Regions from separate parts of the Mus musculus genome. Here all the other regions are linked to region 3. Evidence: chromatin contacts called from public Hi-C and HiChIP or PLAC-seq data. All regions are on one chromosome and are shown on one strand. The core of a region is the stretch at or near the end of the contact, and the rest is flanking DNA. Distances in the headings are between cores, read along the strand shown.

Region 1 (2,700 bases), core at 31-2,530, 390 kb after region 3:
GGTCTAGGACTCTCCACTCTCCTGCCTAGAACCCCTTCCCCAGTGATGGGGCTGAGGGTCTGGTTCAGTGGTAGGGTGTGGCTCAGTGGTAGAGCCCCTGCCTAGAATCCTCCAGGGAGGGGCTGGGGACGTGGCTCAGTGGTAGAGCACCTGCCTAGAATCCCCCAGGGAGGGACTGGGGGCGTGGCTCAGTGGTAGAGCTCCTGCCTATAGTTCTCTGGTGTGTGGAAGAATGCTTGCTTATCCTGTATGGGCGGCCCTAGGTTCCATCCTGAGTAACATTAAGAAGACAAAAGGGGGTGGGGGTGGGGTGGGTATGGGGGACTTTTGGGATAGCATTGGAAATGTAAATGAGGAAAATACCTAATTAAAAAAAAAAAAGAAGAAGAAGACAAAAGAAAAAGATGCCTCCTAGATGAGAACAGGGCTCTTGCCTATTCTCACCTCTCTCAATCCACTCACAAAGAAGGAGCAGAGAGGCCTGAAGTGACCGCACACACCTGCCTTCATGGATGGTGATGAAATCAACAGAAGCCTGCAGCTTTTTTGACCTCAGGGGAAACTGCTGGTAAGCTAGTTTTGTCACTCATGAAAAAGCCTTTTCAGGTCATAGGTAGTTTTCAGTCTGGCTAGAGGGCTCTGAGTCAAGGTCCCTTTAATATCCTGTAAGTTAAGAGTAAATCACAGAGGTTCAAGTGGACTTCCTGGACAACCTCCCCTCCTTGTTTGAGCAGAAGTGTCTTGTCCTGACTCCTCCTCCATACACACACCCTTTGGTGCACTGGGCTTGGCTGTAACCATGGCAATGGACTTGTCTTTCCCAGATTCCTAAGCCTCTGGACTCTCACCTCCCCAACTCCCCAGAGGTCCAGTGATTCACCAAAGCTGCTCCAAGTCCAAAGACCCAGAAGCCTAATAAACCAGTCTTCCCACCTACCACCTCACATCCCACCAGGCAACTGAGTGCTCCTTGTTTTGTGTCCCGAGGCCAAGATTGCAACAACCATCCAGGAGGCAAGCAGCTCCAAAGGACAGCCGGCACTTCAAAAACACTGTGGAAATCAGACGGGAACTTCCTGCCTCCTCCCGGCTAGCTGTCTAGCCAGCAAGCTCTAGCCTGGGAGGTTAAGCTTCCCTGGCAAGCCATCCATTCATACATGATAAAGACAGGCCTAGTGGCAAAGTCTTGTCATTCTATGTACTCAAGAGGCTAACAGAATAGCAACCCCAAGGACGACCTGGACTACAGAGTAAACGCAAAGATAGCCCGGAAAATTTTTATGAAACCTTTGTATTTAAATATAAATTTCAAAAGGAGTTCGGGGCATGGTTCAGTGCCTGCCTAGAATCCTCCAGTGAGGGACTGGGGCGTGGCTCAGTGGTAGAGCCCCTGCCTAGAATCCCCCAGGGAGGGGGCTGGGGGCGTGGCTCAGTGGTAGAGCATCTGCCTAGAATCCCCCAGAGAGGGGCTGGGGGCGTGGCTCAGTGGTAGATCCCCTTCCTAGAACACCCAGTGAGGGGCTGGGGATATGACAAAGTTGTAGAGGGTTTGCTTACAGATGTGAGACCCCATTTCACCTTCGGTACTACAAAACAAACAAAAGCCCAGTATCTCCAACAGGTATCAAGGATGAAACTAGGTGCTAAGTTTGGAAGAACAAACTTACATCATGGCTCACATCAGGTACTAAACTTGCTAGTGATCCAACAGCAACCAAATCATGTCTGTAAACTTCGATGTCAGCAACAATATTGGAAATTATAATAGACAATTATTGCCACAGCAACAAAAATTAGTAAGAAAGAATCCAAATGATGTGGCAAAATATGTGGCTTCTGACAGACTGACTTGCCAAGTCTCTCTTGCCCTCATCTGTAAAATGGGAGAAATCACACTTGTCATATGCACATAGATTGGATAATAAGAATACGTACGTCCAGTGTCTGTGAGGTGGCCAGCACATGAAAAGACTGGTTCTTCCCATTCAAATACAGATCTCACTTTGTTTGTTTATTAGTATGTTTATTTATTATTTATTAATTTATTTGATGTTTAGAGGCAGAGTCTCACTGTTAGCTGAGGCGCACTTTGAATTCTTTTTTAAATTATTATTCTTAAATTGTTTTAATTTCCTTTTCACTTATTTAGTGAGTGAATGGATATGTGTTTGTGTATGTATATGAATGTCTATATGTCCATGCTTGTGCCACAGTGGGTGTTTGGAGGTCAAAGGACTATATATGTTCCAGAGACCAAACCCAGGTGGTCAGGGGTTGTGAGTAAGCACCTTTACTCTCCAAAGGTAAGGTCTCACACTACATATTACCTCGACCAATCTGAAACTCACTCTGTAGCCCATACTGTCCTCAAACTGGAGATCCTCCTGCCTCAGCTCCCAGAGCACCTGGCTCACTTTTGAATACTTATTAATTATAAATCCTTACAGCTTGCTTGGGTTTAAAAAGATGCTCAGAATGCAATATACAAAAGATAAAGCATAAACCAGCACACGGGTGTCATCATTTCTGTCTGGCGAAGAGTTTCTTTGCTTCTGATGTAAATAATTTACAGCCTTAAAAATAAGTTAACAGCAAGTCTTTGAGGGACAGAAGAACATTCTAGAATGAGGGATTGTCTTCATAATGAAGCACTCTGCTGGGCAGGGGGGAACTTTGCACCGAGACAAGCATCTTTTCCGT
Region 2 (2,700 bases), core at 172-2,671, 400 kb before region 3:
AACCAGGGCTACATATAGAAACATTGTCTCAACCTAAAGAGGAAGAGAAAAGAAACCAGCCACGAAGCATCACCACATAAACACATACCACCCAGCAAAAACTCCATGGCAAGAGTGAAAGTAGGAAAGCAATGACCTTTATGTCCTCTGGCTACATGCTTTTTTGACAGTCTCACTATGTTTAAGGTAATACAAAATCCCGCTTAAGGTGAAAAATCCTTCTGAGCGCTGGGATCTCAGGTCCCACTGCCACATTGGTGTTGGCTCCTGCCTGTCAGGTCTCGCCTGACAGCTCTGGTCTCAGAACTAGCAGGAGAAATGAAGGTGAAGGGCTGGGACCCCAAGGCTCCAGAAAAGACACCCCCAGATGTCTAGGCAGAGCAGGGATCTCCAGTCTTCCTTGGCAGCCTGCTCACACAGGAGAGTGCTGGGCTAGCATTTCAGGCAGCGAAGGAGCAAGTGTGTCCAAACTTCTGAGCCTGAGATTAAGGCCTTGCCAGCTACAAGGTTCCTCATCAAAAGTCCCACAATCTAGTAAGGAAAACATTGCATAAGGTCGACAGTTCCCTGGTAGAGGACATGTTCTTCATAAGCACAAGGCCGTGAGTTTGAACCCCCAGGACTCACTGGCCAGGCAACCTGGTCACATCACTGAGTGGCAGGCCCATGAGACAGACTGTCTCAAAACCAAGATGGACAGACTGGATGTTCTGAGGAACACCTGAAGTTGACCTCTGACCTCCACACACAAGTGCACACACAGACAAACACACCTGAACACACGTGCACACAAATATAAATCTAACAAAAGAGGGAGATGACTCGATGTTTTAAATAACTTCACAATTTGGTGTTAGGCCACAGACTGAAGCTGCTTCAGTCCAATGAGAAAGATCCTCTTTGCATGCGAAGTGGGCTCTAGACTACATTCCGGGAAAGTGCCAAGAGACTCCTAGCCAAAGGCCGGCACTCCACGATGCAAGAACACAACAGAGAGCCTGAGAGTCAACGGGGTGGCTGTAAGCAGCTTGGGAAGGGCCAACTCACTTCTCAGCCCCATTTCCACTCCCTCTCAGCGCCACTGGGGAGATGCTCAGTGGGGGAAATACCTAGTACTTAAACACAGACGAAGAGCACACAGAAAAAGCCAGGTGTGGCATTATGCACATGTAACCACAGCACTGAGGAAATTGGAGGTAGAACGGAGACAGGAGGATTCCTGGCACTTGCTGGCCAGCCAGGCTAGCCAATCAGGGAGCTCTGGGGTCAGTGGAAGACCAGGAAGAGCTGGAGGGATGACTTAGCAGCTAAAAGCTAGTACTGTTCTTGTAGAATGTCCATCCAGTTAACTCCCTCCCTGACCACCTCCTGTTTCCTGACTAGCAAAGCAAGGCGAGGGTGGTGATTGGAGTGTTAATGTGCTCATTATGCAAGCCATTATGAGAGGCAGTCCTTAGCAGCTTCGAGGCAGTGGGGGACCCGAATGAGAACAAATGGATTGTAGAAGATTGCTGGGGTCAGGGGAAGGAACCACGGTCGCATTGGAAAATGAAAAGGAGAGCAATTTAGTGAGTTTTCGTGAGTTCGCTGTGGTGTCCAGGCTTCCGGGCCCAGACTCTGCAGTTCCCTCTGTGGCCAGAAGAGGGGGCGAGAGGCCGATGCTGTGCATAGTTTCCAGGCAGACTAGGTCACTCGGGAGTGAGATTAGCATTCCAGAGCCAAATCAGGCTAGCCGTGCTGTCTGGTCTTGTCTCATCCAGGCAGAAGGGAGGGGACAGTCGCCAGCCGCCAGAGTAAGAGCAAACAATAAAGGGAGGGCCAAGGAAAGACGCCCCTAGGTCGGAAAGCAAAGCTCTGAGTCTCTGTAGGTTTGAGGGAGTGGCCAGACTGTCTATGGGCTTTTCCTGCCTCCAACGCTCTGGACACTGGACAAGGACAATGCTGATATCCAAGGAGAAAGGAGGCTGATATTCAAACCCAGTGTAGAAGAAAGCTACCTAGGGGACAGGAGTGGGGACAGGCCCAGGTCTGCCCTGCAGTTTCTGCAGACATCTGAGGCCAGAGACCTGGCCTGGGGCCTGTATTCTGGGCTCAGGATAGATCGCCTGAACCTACTTTAAAAGGCTATTGTTAGCTCCCAGTAAGAGGCTTATTGCTCTTCCGGAGGACCTGAGTCCAGTTTCTAGCACTCAGGTGTGGACTGTTCCAGAGGATCCAACGGCCTCTTCCAGGCTCTGGGGACTCCTGCACTCAGGTGCTGCACATAAATCTGCACAGGTAGGGGACTCAGAGATGGCTCAGTGGTTAAGATGACTGGTTGCTCTTCCAGAGGTCCTGAGTTCAAATCCCAGCAACCACACGGTGGCTCACAACCGTCTGTAATGGAATCCGATGCCCTCCTCTGGTGTGTCTGAAAGCTGAGAACTCGTACATAAAGCAAATAAATAAATATTTTAAAAACCAAAACAAAAGACTGTGCAGGTAGACATATACATAAAAATGACAAATCTGACCGAGAGAGAGAGAGAGAGAGAGAGAGAGAGAGAGAGAGAGAGAGAGAGAGAGAACTGTTGTCTCCTTTTCTCTAACACAAGGGGATCCTAGCCAGTTGACTAGATCACATTCTCTCTTGACCCTCTTCATTCTGTTATGCCATCTAACTGGGGTCACTGCAGGGCAGACAGAAGCAGATGCCAGAAG
Region 3 (2,700 bases), core at 45-2,544:
CTGACTCTCTCTTCTGGAGTGTCTGAAGACAGCGACAGTGTACTTACATATAATAAATAAATCTTTAAAAAAAAAACAAAACAAAAACTATAAACCCCTGACACCCATAAGAGACATTACCCATGACATCTCGGACAAATTCTGGAGGCGCTCGAGGAGCCCATTCATTCATTTTCTCTGGAATTGGAACTGCTTTGTCCTGGAACAGTTAAACAGAAAAGCATCTATGAACATACACTTGCTGAGGAAGGTACATCCCGTTTGACGATCTCAACTGAGCACGCTTCTCAAATCTGGAGCTGACTGAGTGTAGTTCTGCTGCCCTGGCCTTACTTCATCCACTACACCATGGGGTCTAACGTGGGCCAAAGTTCTCCTGCGCTAAACAAGTCTGGAATCTACGTCACTAAGAGACGAGCCAACCTCTTCTAGTCAAAGATATGAGCTGTCTGTTTTACGAGGCCCATTGAAGAGGTAAAGAGTGATGTGGTCCAAATTTGGCGTCCAATGCTTCTTTAATAATGGCTGCTATTTGGAGTTGTACACTTTTGCTAAGACATCGATTCTGGGTTTTGTTGGTTTCTGAGATAGGTCTCACTGTCTAGCTGATCTGAAACTCACTACGTAGACCACGCTCGCCTCGAATTTGTAGCAAACTTCTGGGGTCAGCCACCAGAGTGCTGGGATAGCAGGTGTGCACCACCATACCCAGCTCCCACCGCTTTGGTTCATATATTAAAATAGAAAGGGCTGTGAAGCAATACTGAATAGTAGCGCAGGGCTGTCATCCCAGCTCGTAGGGAAGATAAGGTAAGAGGAGCCGGGATGCGAGGAGCCCGGATGCGAGGTCTGCCTATCTTACAAAGCCGATTCGGTACGGAACGTGGACAGCACGAGCAACGCCATGATACCGCAAACAGCAAACTAAGAAAAAGGAGGGTGTGGAGGGCTGGGCAGCGCCTTCGTGCAGCTACGCTGTAGGACAAGAACAGGAGCGAGGCTCCCTCCACGGGGCCGCCCTCTCCGCCCCAGGGTTGCTCTAGGGGGACTGAATGTAGCCTTGCTCGGTCTGGCGGCGGGGTGAAGGGACTGCGCCTCGGCCCACTTCCACTCACCGGGTTCTTCATGAGCCGCTCCAGCTTGAGCTTCTGCTCCTCGGCCGCATTCTTGGGGATGACCAGCGTCTGCGGCTCTTTCTTGGGCCTGGGCGGTCTCACAGAAGCGGCAGCAGGACTCGCCATAGCCGCTCTCCTACTCCTTTACGAAAGCTGCCGGCGGCCGCTCGTATTGATGACGACAGAAGAGCGCGCCAACCGCGCACGCGCACTCTCAAACCCCCGGGGGGAGGGGCGCTCTCCTGAGGCGCATGCGCACTCTCTCCTCGGAGGTACGAGGCAGTCCTAAGCAGCTTGCTTGAATATTCATGAACGCGAGGTCAGTGTGGTTTATTTTGATCATAGCACTTTAATTTCATTTCCTGTTTCAAAACAAATCAGGGCTGCCTGATTCTCACATCCGGAGAGGAAGAGACGGCCTTTAGTGATGATGAGTGGGCTGGCCCCAGGCGACGTCTCAGGTCCCCAAGGACTTCGCACAGCTTGCTCTGGGACTCTTGGCACGTCCCTCCCAGTTTCGCTCGCTCCTGGGCTTTGTCTTTTTTTTCCGTTTCTTTTTTATCTATTCTACTTTCTCCCTACCCCACTCTCTCTTCCTCCTCCTCCTCTTCTCTCCCCTTCTCCGCCCTCTCCATATCGTCTCCTTCCCTCCCTCTTTTCCTTCCTTCCTTTCCTTTCCTTTTTTTTTTTTTTTTTTTTTTTTTTTTTGTTTTTTTGTTTGTTTGTCTTGTTTTTCAACACAGAGTTTCTCTGTATATCTCTGTCCTGGAACTTGGTTTGTAGACCAGGCTGTCTTCGAACTCTCGGAGATCCGCCAGCCTCTCACACCCCGATTCCTATAATAATCTTATAATCTCCTTTGTAACTGAACTCTTAAGACAGACCCGATCTCCTTGGCCACGCTGAAAGTACAGCGCCACCAGTCGAGCCTGAGTATGTGAGTCTGTTTTAGAATAAAGGAAGTTGCCATTCCAATCTACCTGACGAGGAATTAACTTCAAGTCTTTCACTTGAAGGTGAAAGTAATGGAGAATGATGGAACTGCGGCCTTCTGGTGGTGGAGTGTTTTGTTGACCATGCGTGAGGCACTGAAGTAGCTCCCTATAGTAAAAGATGTTAAGAGCCAGCAGTGGTGGTGCAGGCCTGTAATCTCAGCACCCAGGGAGTTACAGGCAGATGGATCCCTGAGTTCAAGGCCATCCTGGTCTGTAGAGAGAGAGTTCCAGGACAGCCAGAACTACACAGAGAAAGCCAGTCTCAAAAAACAAACAACAAAAAAACAAGCAACAACAAAACAAGCAACAACAAAAACCCAAGATGGTAACAGTAACATCTTGTAGGCAAGGAAACTGAAACAAGTCCTTTATTAGAAGAAGCTTATTAGAATGAAAGGGCCTCAAAGCTGACTGTTGCTGGAGATGGAGGGAGAACAATAGACAGTACAGTATATGGATCTCTGAACGTGGTGGGGCCTTAAAGGGAGCAAGAGGCTTCCCTTTGGAACCTGGAGAGGAGCTTCATTAAAACTGGAAGGAAGGCCGGGCAGTGGTGGCACACGCCTTTACTCCCAGCACTCCGGAGGCAG
Region 4 (2,700 bases), core at 175-2,674, 310 kb before region 3:
CTGTATAGCCCTGGCTGTCCTGGAACTCACTCTGTAGACCAGGCTGGCCTCGAACTCAGAAACCCACCTGCCTCTGCCTCCCAAGTGCTGGGATTAAAGTCGTGCACCACCACCACCTGGCCCAGCTTGCTCTCTTATAGAACCAAGACTACCAGCCCAAGAATGGCTCCACCCACAATGCCCCCCCCCCCCCGATCTCTAATTGAGAAAATGCCTTATAGCTGGATCTCATGGAGGTATTTCCTCAAAGGAGGCTCCTTTCTCTGTGATAACTCCAGCTTGTATCAATTTGACACTAAACCAGCCAGTACAAGTATCCAGGTTCAAATTCTAGCACCCACCTGGCATTCCAATTTCTGATACTCTCTGTAACTCAAGATCTAACACTCTCACACAGACATTCATGTAGGCAAAACACTGATACACATTATATATATATATATATATATATATATATATATATATATATATATAATAAAAAAAAAAAGCGGCCGGGTGTGGTGGGGCACGCCTTTAATCCCAGCACTCCGGAGGCACGGGCAGGTGGATTTCTGAGTTCGAGGCCAGCCTGGTCTACAAAGTGAATTCCAGGACAGCCAGGGCTATACAGAGAAACCCTGTCTCGAAAAACCAAAAAAAAAAAAAAAAAAAAAAGCATCAAATAGCCCAGCGGTGGTGATGCACACCTTTAATCCCAGCACTTGGGAGGCAGAGGCAGGCGGGTTTCTGAATTCGAGGCCAGCCTGGTCTACAAAGTGAGTTCCAGGACAACCAGGGCTATGCAGAGAAACATTGTCTTCAGAAAAAAAAAAAAAAAAAAAAAAAAAAAAGCAAAGCAAAACAAAACAAAAAAAAAGCATCAAAATAAAAAAAGAAAAATCCTACTTCAGAGAGAGAGAGAGAGAGAGAGAGAGAGAGAGAGAGAGAGGAGAGAGGAGAGAGAAAGAGAGAAAGAAGAAAGAAAGTCAGTTTCTGGGTCAGAAAGATACTCAGTGAACACTAAGGCGCCTGCCACGAAGCCTTTGCTCCCCAGGAGATACACTATAGAAGACAGCTATCTTGCCGGTGTCATGAGACCTCCACAGGTGTGCCATGACATGTGTGTTCCCACGGGCCTCCTTCTGGTTCAGACCAGGTTCAGTTGCTTCCCAGTTGCGACACAAAAGACCTAACCTCTCCTGGTTATTCTCAATAAAAAATGGGGCTGGCCCCAGGCCACCGCCCTTCAGCCAGCAGTGTCCTAAACCCGACAGTGGGAATCGCTCCAGCTACCGGTATTACGCCGTCATTTGTTTTCTTCAACAAGAGAAGTTTCCAGATGGGGGCAGAACCTTCCTGGCCCCGCCTGCCCGCCCCCTTTGCAAGCTTAGGGGGAGGAATGCAGAGGGGAGGGGCGGCGAGGGGCGGCCCCTGAGACGGTCATTGCCATTAATAGAGACCTGAAGCACCGCCTGCTAAAAATACCCGGCTGGGCACACATAAAAGCACGCTGGGGCTCCAGTCCGGCACTTCTCGGATCCTCAGCCCAGTGCTTCTAGATCCTCAGCCTTGACCAGCCAAGAACATGACCGAGCGCCGCGTGCCCTTCTCGCTGCTGCGGAGCCCGAGCTGGGAACCATTCCGGGACTGGTACCCTGCACACAGCCGCCTCTTCGATCAAGCTTTCGGGGTGCCCCGGTTGCCCGATGAGTGGTCGCAGTGGTTCAGCGCCGCTGGGTGGCCCGGATACGTGCGCCCGCTGCCCGCCGCGACCGCCGAGGGCCCCGCGGCGGTGACCCTGGCCGCACCAGCCTTCAGCCGAGCGCTCAACCGACAGCTCAGCAGCGGGGTCTCGGAGATCCGACAGACGGCTGATCGCTGGCGCGTGTCCCTGGACGTCAACCACTTCGCTCCGGAGGAGCTCACAGTGAAGACCAAGGAAGGCGTGGTGGAGATCACTGGTGAGTTTCCCTTGTGCCCAGAGGGGACGAAGCTGCCGAGGCGAGAGTGGTGGCTGGGGGGCTGAGGGTGGGGGCTGAAACCCTGAGGAATAGAACCCTGAGAAGTTAGAAATGAACCTAGGGACCCGGAGCCCGCATCATTCTCCTTTGCCTGCTTCTCTTGCCCCGGAACGCGGGGTGCAGGTTGCTCTTAAAAGCTCTGTCATCTTCGATGATATGGACCAACAGCTGGGGATGTAGCTCAGGGTAGAGCTTCGCCTGGCCTGCCGGGAGGCCTTGAGGCTTTGCGTTCCACCCGCAGCACAGAAACAAAATGAAGGAAGACCCAACACACCTTCTGGAAGACCTCATTCCCAAATAAGCAAGCGGCAGGATCAGGGTCCCTAGACCCAGCCGCAGAGGCTTTGAGTATACCTACCCTGGTATCCAAGTCTGGGTCAGAGCCAAGCCCTTCGCATCCCAAATCTCAGAAGGGAAGTTTCTGGAAAGTTTTAAGATTCCAGACAGTCAGGCACCCCGCCGCACTCGGGTTTGTTTGCCTCCCTGGGGGGTCCCAGCCACTCCTTAGCTAGGACAGCAGAGGGCTGCTTCTGACCTTCTGTCCCCACCCACAGGCAAGCACGAAGAAAGGCAGGACGAACATGGCTACATCTCTCGGTGCTTCACCCGGAAATACACGTGAGTTCTGATTCCTTGCATGGAGGGCGGGGAGGTGGGGGGGAGGGGGAGCGGACCCAGGGCGGAGGGCGAAGAGCCCCGG
Region 5 (2,700 bases), core at 21-2,520, 340 kb after region 3:
TGTACTAGTCTCATCCTTCAAGAGACACAGGCACTGAATTGCTCAGGCAGGCTCCCTGATGCACCCCCTCCTCAGTAAAAGCTGAGACAGTATTCTCTCTGAGGCACAAAGGCAGGGCTACACCTGTCCTCAGATTTCATATGTCCATCTGAGGTCTTGGACCTGCCCTTGCACTCTCACAGTGTGATGGCTTCAGGGCCATCCAGAAGGCACCCCTTGGTGGCTCTAATGTGAGAGTATTCAGCTCCTTTAAACACTGCTGGCACAGAGTGGCTACATGTCCATGGAAGACAACTGGGTATGAGGGAATCACATTCTCCAAAGAAAACAAATAGGAGCCAACAGATTCAACTGCATTTCAGTCCCCTTTCCACGAAAGAAGGCCCTGTCTGGTTCCCAGTCCCTCCAGCATTGGTACTTTATTAGCTGGCCTGGGAAAATCACAACTGCTACCTTGGGAACAGGACTTGGGACACACTCAGAGGCAGGGGTCCACAGTGAGGGCCTGGGGGTGTGGCTTAGTGATAAGAGTTTTTGCCTAGCATGCACACACAGGTTCTGGGTTTCATTCCCTGAATAAAAAAAAACAAAAAAAGTTTTTAAAATGAGTATGATAAAGCTAACTTCCACAAACCTCTAGAGGGAAGCTGTAAGAAAAAAAAGGGTGGACCCTCTTTGCATTTATGCAAAGGAATGAGACTTTGCACAACTTTGCTCAAAGTCACTCATAGCTAAATTCACTCAATTGGAAGTGACAACCTCACCCAAGTCAGACCAGTTCTGTCCTTCCCTGACTCATTTACGGAAAGATAATTATTCCAAGTTGTTGTTGTTTAGGGTACACTGGGAACAAGGTCTCACTATGTAAACCAGGCTGGCCTAGATCCTCAGTCCCCCAACTTTGGACTTCAGTCTCAAGGGTTAAACCCCATCTGCCAGATCCAAAGCTCCCTGTGCTGGTGTCAGAGGCCAGCCACCCTCACTTTTCATGCTAGCCCCTACTATTCCCAAAGTTATGGAAAAGCAGGAAAGGCCTTTCTGGGCTGAAGCATCCTCTGAGGGTGAAAGGTAGACAAAGGACACACACACACATTTGGGCCCTGAAGGAAGAAATCAGTGACATCCCTTTCACCTCTACACAATCACGCACACACACACACACACACACACACACACACACACACACACACACACACGGCTCAGGCACCCAGAGGCCTGACTCCATCTGCTGCCTGATCCAAGGAGCTTCATCTAGACAGAGATGAACTTTGAGCTGGGCAGGACTTCTGAGTCTGAAAAAACGATAGAGTAAGGGTGCTTCAGTGAGGTCAGGACAGAGAAGTCTCTGCAAGATCTGCACATGGCAAAGTGTGTAGGAGCAGGCAGCAAGCAACAGAATAGGAGGAGATCTTGAAGTGGTCAGGGAGGCCGAGGCCAAGAAGGGAGTGCAGCAGAAATTGAGCATCAAGAAGGCAGTGTTAGTTTAAAGATGCTCAGAGACCCAGAGTGAAAGGAAAGTCTGAAGCACCCGCGGGAGTCTGCAGGAGGCTTCGGCCTGTGTAAGGCTGTGGTACAACAGCGCAGGCTAGCACTGGGGACACCAGAATCAGAGGCTCAGGTGATTTTAGCCTAAAGGGAAGCACTGAAAGTCACTACCCAAAGGAGGAAGCCCTCCCTCTTGGGCTGCAGGAAACAGATTGGCTGCTGTCTGTCCTTACCAGGAGCCTGTACCCTGAAAGTCTCTCAGCTGTAGTGATGAAATTCCTCCTCTGGTCATTGTCCTAGGAAAGCCACCTCATTTTTCACATCCACCAGACTTCAGGATAGAATACTTTTAAGCCCTGAGTTCAGAACAGGTTTGGAGCTCAGTTGGTGGAGTATTTATCTAGCATACATAAAACCCTTGGTCCAATCGCCTTCCCGGAACAAGCCGGGCATGGAAGTCCCAGCACTTGGGAAGTGAAGGAGGAAAATGTGAGGTTCTAAGTCATCCAGAACTATAACAGAAAGTTTAAAGTGACCCTGGGATATAAGGCTGGCAAGATGGATCAGCAGATAAGAGCACATACTGCTCCTGCGCCCTAGAACCCACTCCAGAGAGTTCACAACTACCTGTAACTCCAGTTTCCAGGAATCTGATGCTTCTGGCTTCCACAGCCATGCACACAAGCAGGCAGGCACATAAGAATTAAAATTCTTTTTCTTGTTGGCTTTTTTTTTTTTTTTTTTTTTTTTTTTTTTTTTTTTTTGAGACAGGGTTTCTCTGTGTAGCCCTGGCTGTCCTGGAACTCACTTTGTAGACCAGGCTGGCCTCGAACTCAGAAATCCACCTGCCTCTGCCTCCCGAGTGCTGGGATTAAAGGCTTACACCACCACGCCCGGCAAATCTTAAACTTCTTGCTACTTGAAGAGGATTGAGGGCTGAGCTGGGAAATATACACAAAAGAAATATTTATAGATATTTTTTAATTTAAAATGAAATGCTTTCAAGAGGTAGGATATTGAAGGTGGGAGAGACTGATGTGTAGCTTTTGTTCCTTGAACAATTCCAGCTGTGATGACTATGGCGACCACATGGAAAAGTATTAATTCTGCCTTCTGTTTGGCTATAAGGCCTCTCTCATCTGGAACCAACTTTCTCTCATCTATTCCTGGGGCACCCTCACTTGGGTCACAAATGACAGGTTCGAGGCACTAGTG

The links. Hi-C and Micro-C count contacts between places; a contact is called where the count stands out from the background. HiChIP or PLAC-seq counts read pairs in DNA pulled down with a chosen protein or histone mark.
Region 1: a contact with region 3 is called in an H3K4me3 HiChIP or PLAC-seq map of pro-B cells, with 5 times the contacts expected there. The contact joins the enhancer-like site here to the promoter of Prkrip1 in region 3. A contact is called at or near these places in 3 of 39 promoter capture datasets (the 3T3-L1 cell line, cranial neural crest and erythroid cells), 9 of 484 Hi-C or Micro-C datasets (B cells, the C10 cell line, the N1E-115 cell line and 4 more), 6 of 115 datasets of contacts at active chromatin or transcription factors (bone marrow-derived macrophages, embryonic limb bud, fibro-adipogenic progenitors and 3 more) and 1 of 9 other capture datasets (adipose tissue).
Region 2: a contact with region 3 is called in a Hi-C map of cerebellum, with 2.1 times the contacts expected there. The contact joins the enhancer-like site here to the promoter of Prkrip1 in region 3. A contact is called at or near these places in 3 of 39 promoter capture datasets (the 3T3-L1 cell line, pre-B cells and stem cell-derived epiblast-like cells), 1 of 15 datasets of contacts at CTCF or cohesin (embryonic stem cells), 9 of 484 Hi-C or Micro-C datasets (CD8 T cells, the G1E-ER4 cell line, cerebellum and 3 more) and 1 of 115 datasets of contacts at active chromatin or transcription factors (embryonic stem cells).
Region 4: a Hi-C map of the G1E-ER4 cell line shows a contact between it and region 3, with 4 times the contacts expected there. The contact joins the promoter of Hspb1 here to the promoter of Prkrip1 in region 3. A contact is called at or near these places in 4 of 39 promoter capture datasets (3T3-L1-derived adipocytes, hippocampal neurons, pre-B cells and 1 more), 1 of 15 datasets of contacts at CTCF or cohesin (embryonic stem cells), 8 of 484 Hi-C or Micro-C datasets (the G1E-ER4 cell line, adipose-derived mesenchymal stem cells, cardiomyocytes and 3 more), 2 of 115 datasets of contacts at active chromatin or transcription factors (embryonic stem cells and large pre-B cells) and 1 of 9 other capture datasets (embryonic stem cells).
Region 5: a contact with region 3 is called in an H3K4me3 HiChIP or PLAC-seq map of bone marrow-derived macrophages, with 3 times the contacts expected there. The contact joins the enhancer-like site here to the promoter of Prkrip1 in region 3. A contact is called at or near these places in 5 of 39 promoter capture datasets (3T3-L1-derived adipocytes, cranial neural crest, frontonasal cranial neural crest and 2 more), 3 of 115 datasets of contacts at active chromatin or transcription factors (bone marrow-derived macrophages, microglia and stem cell-derived neural progenitor cells) and 1 of 9 other capture datasets (macrophages).

The regions. Positions count from the first base shown.
Region 1 is chr5:136,584,056-136,586,755 of GRCm38.p6, forward strand. No RefSeq gene overlaps it. Among named protein-coding and RNA genes, the nearest start is that of Cux1, 18 kb to the left of the region's middle. Within about 2 kb of position 1,281, at least 43 of the 459 cell types and tissues checked have an H3K27ac peak or open chromatin away from gene starts, as enhancers often do. A contact at or near this core is called in adipose-derived mesenchymal stem cells and pro-B cells, where this site is marked.
Region 2 is chr5:135,793,075-135,795,774 of GRCm38.p6, forward strand. No RefSeq gene overlaps it. Among named protein-coding and RNA genes, the nearest start is that of Mdh2, 16 kb to the left of the region's middle. Within about 2 kb of position 1,422, at least 225 of the 459 cell types and tissues checked have an H3K27ac peak or open chromatin away from gene starts, as enhancers often do. A contact at or near this core is called in CD8 T cells, the G1E-ER4 cell line, cerebellum and 4 more, where this site is marked.
Region 3 is chr5:136,197,660-136,200,359 of GRCm38.p6, forward strand. Prkrip1 (Prkr interacting protein 1 (IL11 inducible)) reads right to left here and starts at 1,295. Exons shown (of 6, transcript NM_025774.3): 1 at 1,116-1,295; 2 at 121-199. The coding sequence starts at 1,241.
Region 4 is chr5:135,886,495-135,889,194 of GRCm38.p6, forward strand. It overlaps Hspb1 (heat shock protein 1), which reads left to right and starts at 1,425. Exons shown (of 3, transcript NM_013560.2): 1 at 1,425-1,940; 2 at 2,555-2,618. The coding sequence starts at 1,565.
Region 5 is chr5:136,535,266-136,537,965 of GRCm38.p6, forward strand. The region is part of intron 1 of Cux1 (cut-like homeobox 1); the gene reads right to left. Among named protein-coding and RNA genes, the nearest start is that of Cux1, 31 kb to the right of the region's middle. Within about 2 kb of position 1,271, at least 15 of the 459 cell types and tissues checked have an H3K27ac peak or open chromatin away from gene starts, as enhancers often do. A contact at or near this core is called in bone marrow-derived macrophages, where this site is marked.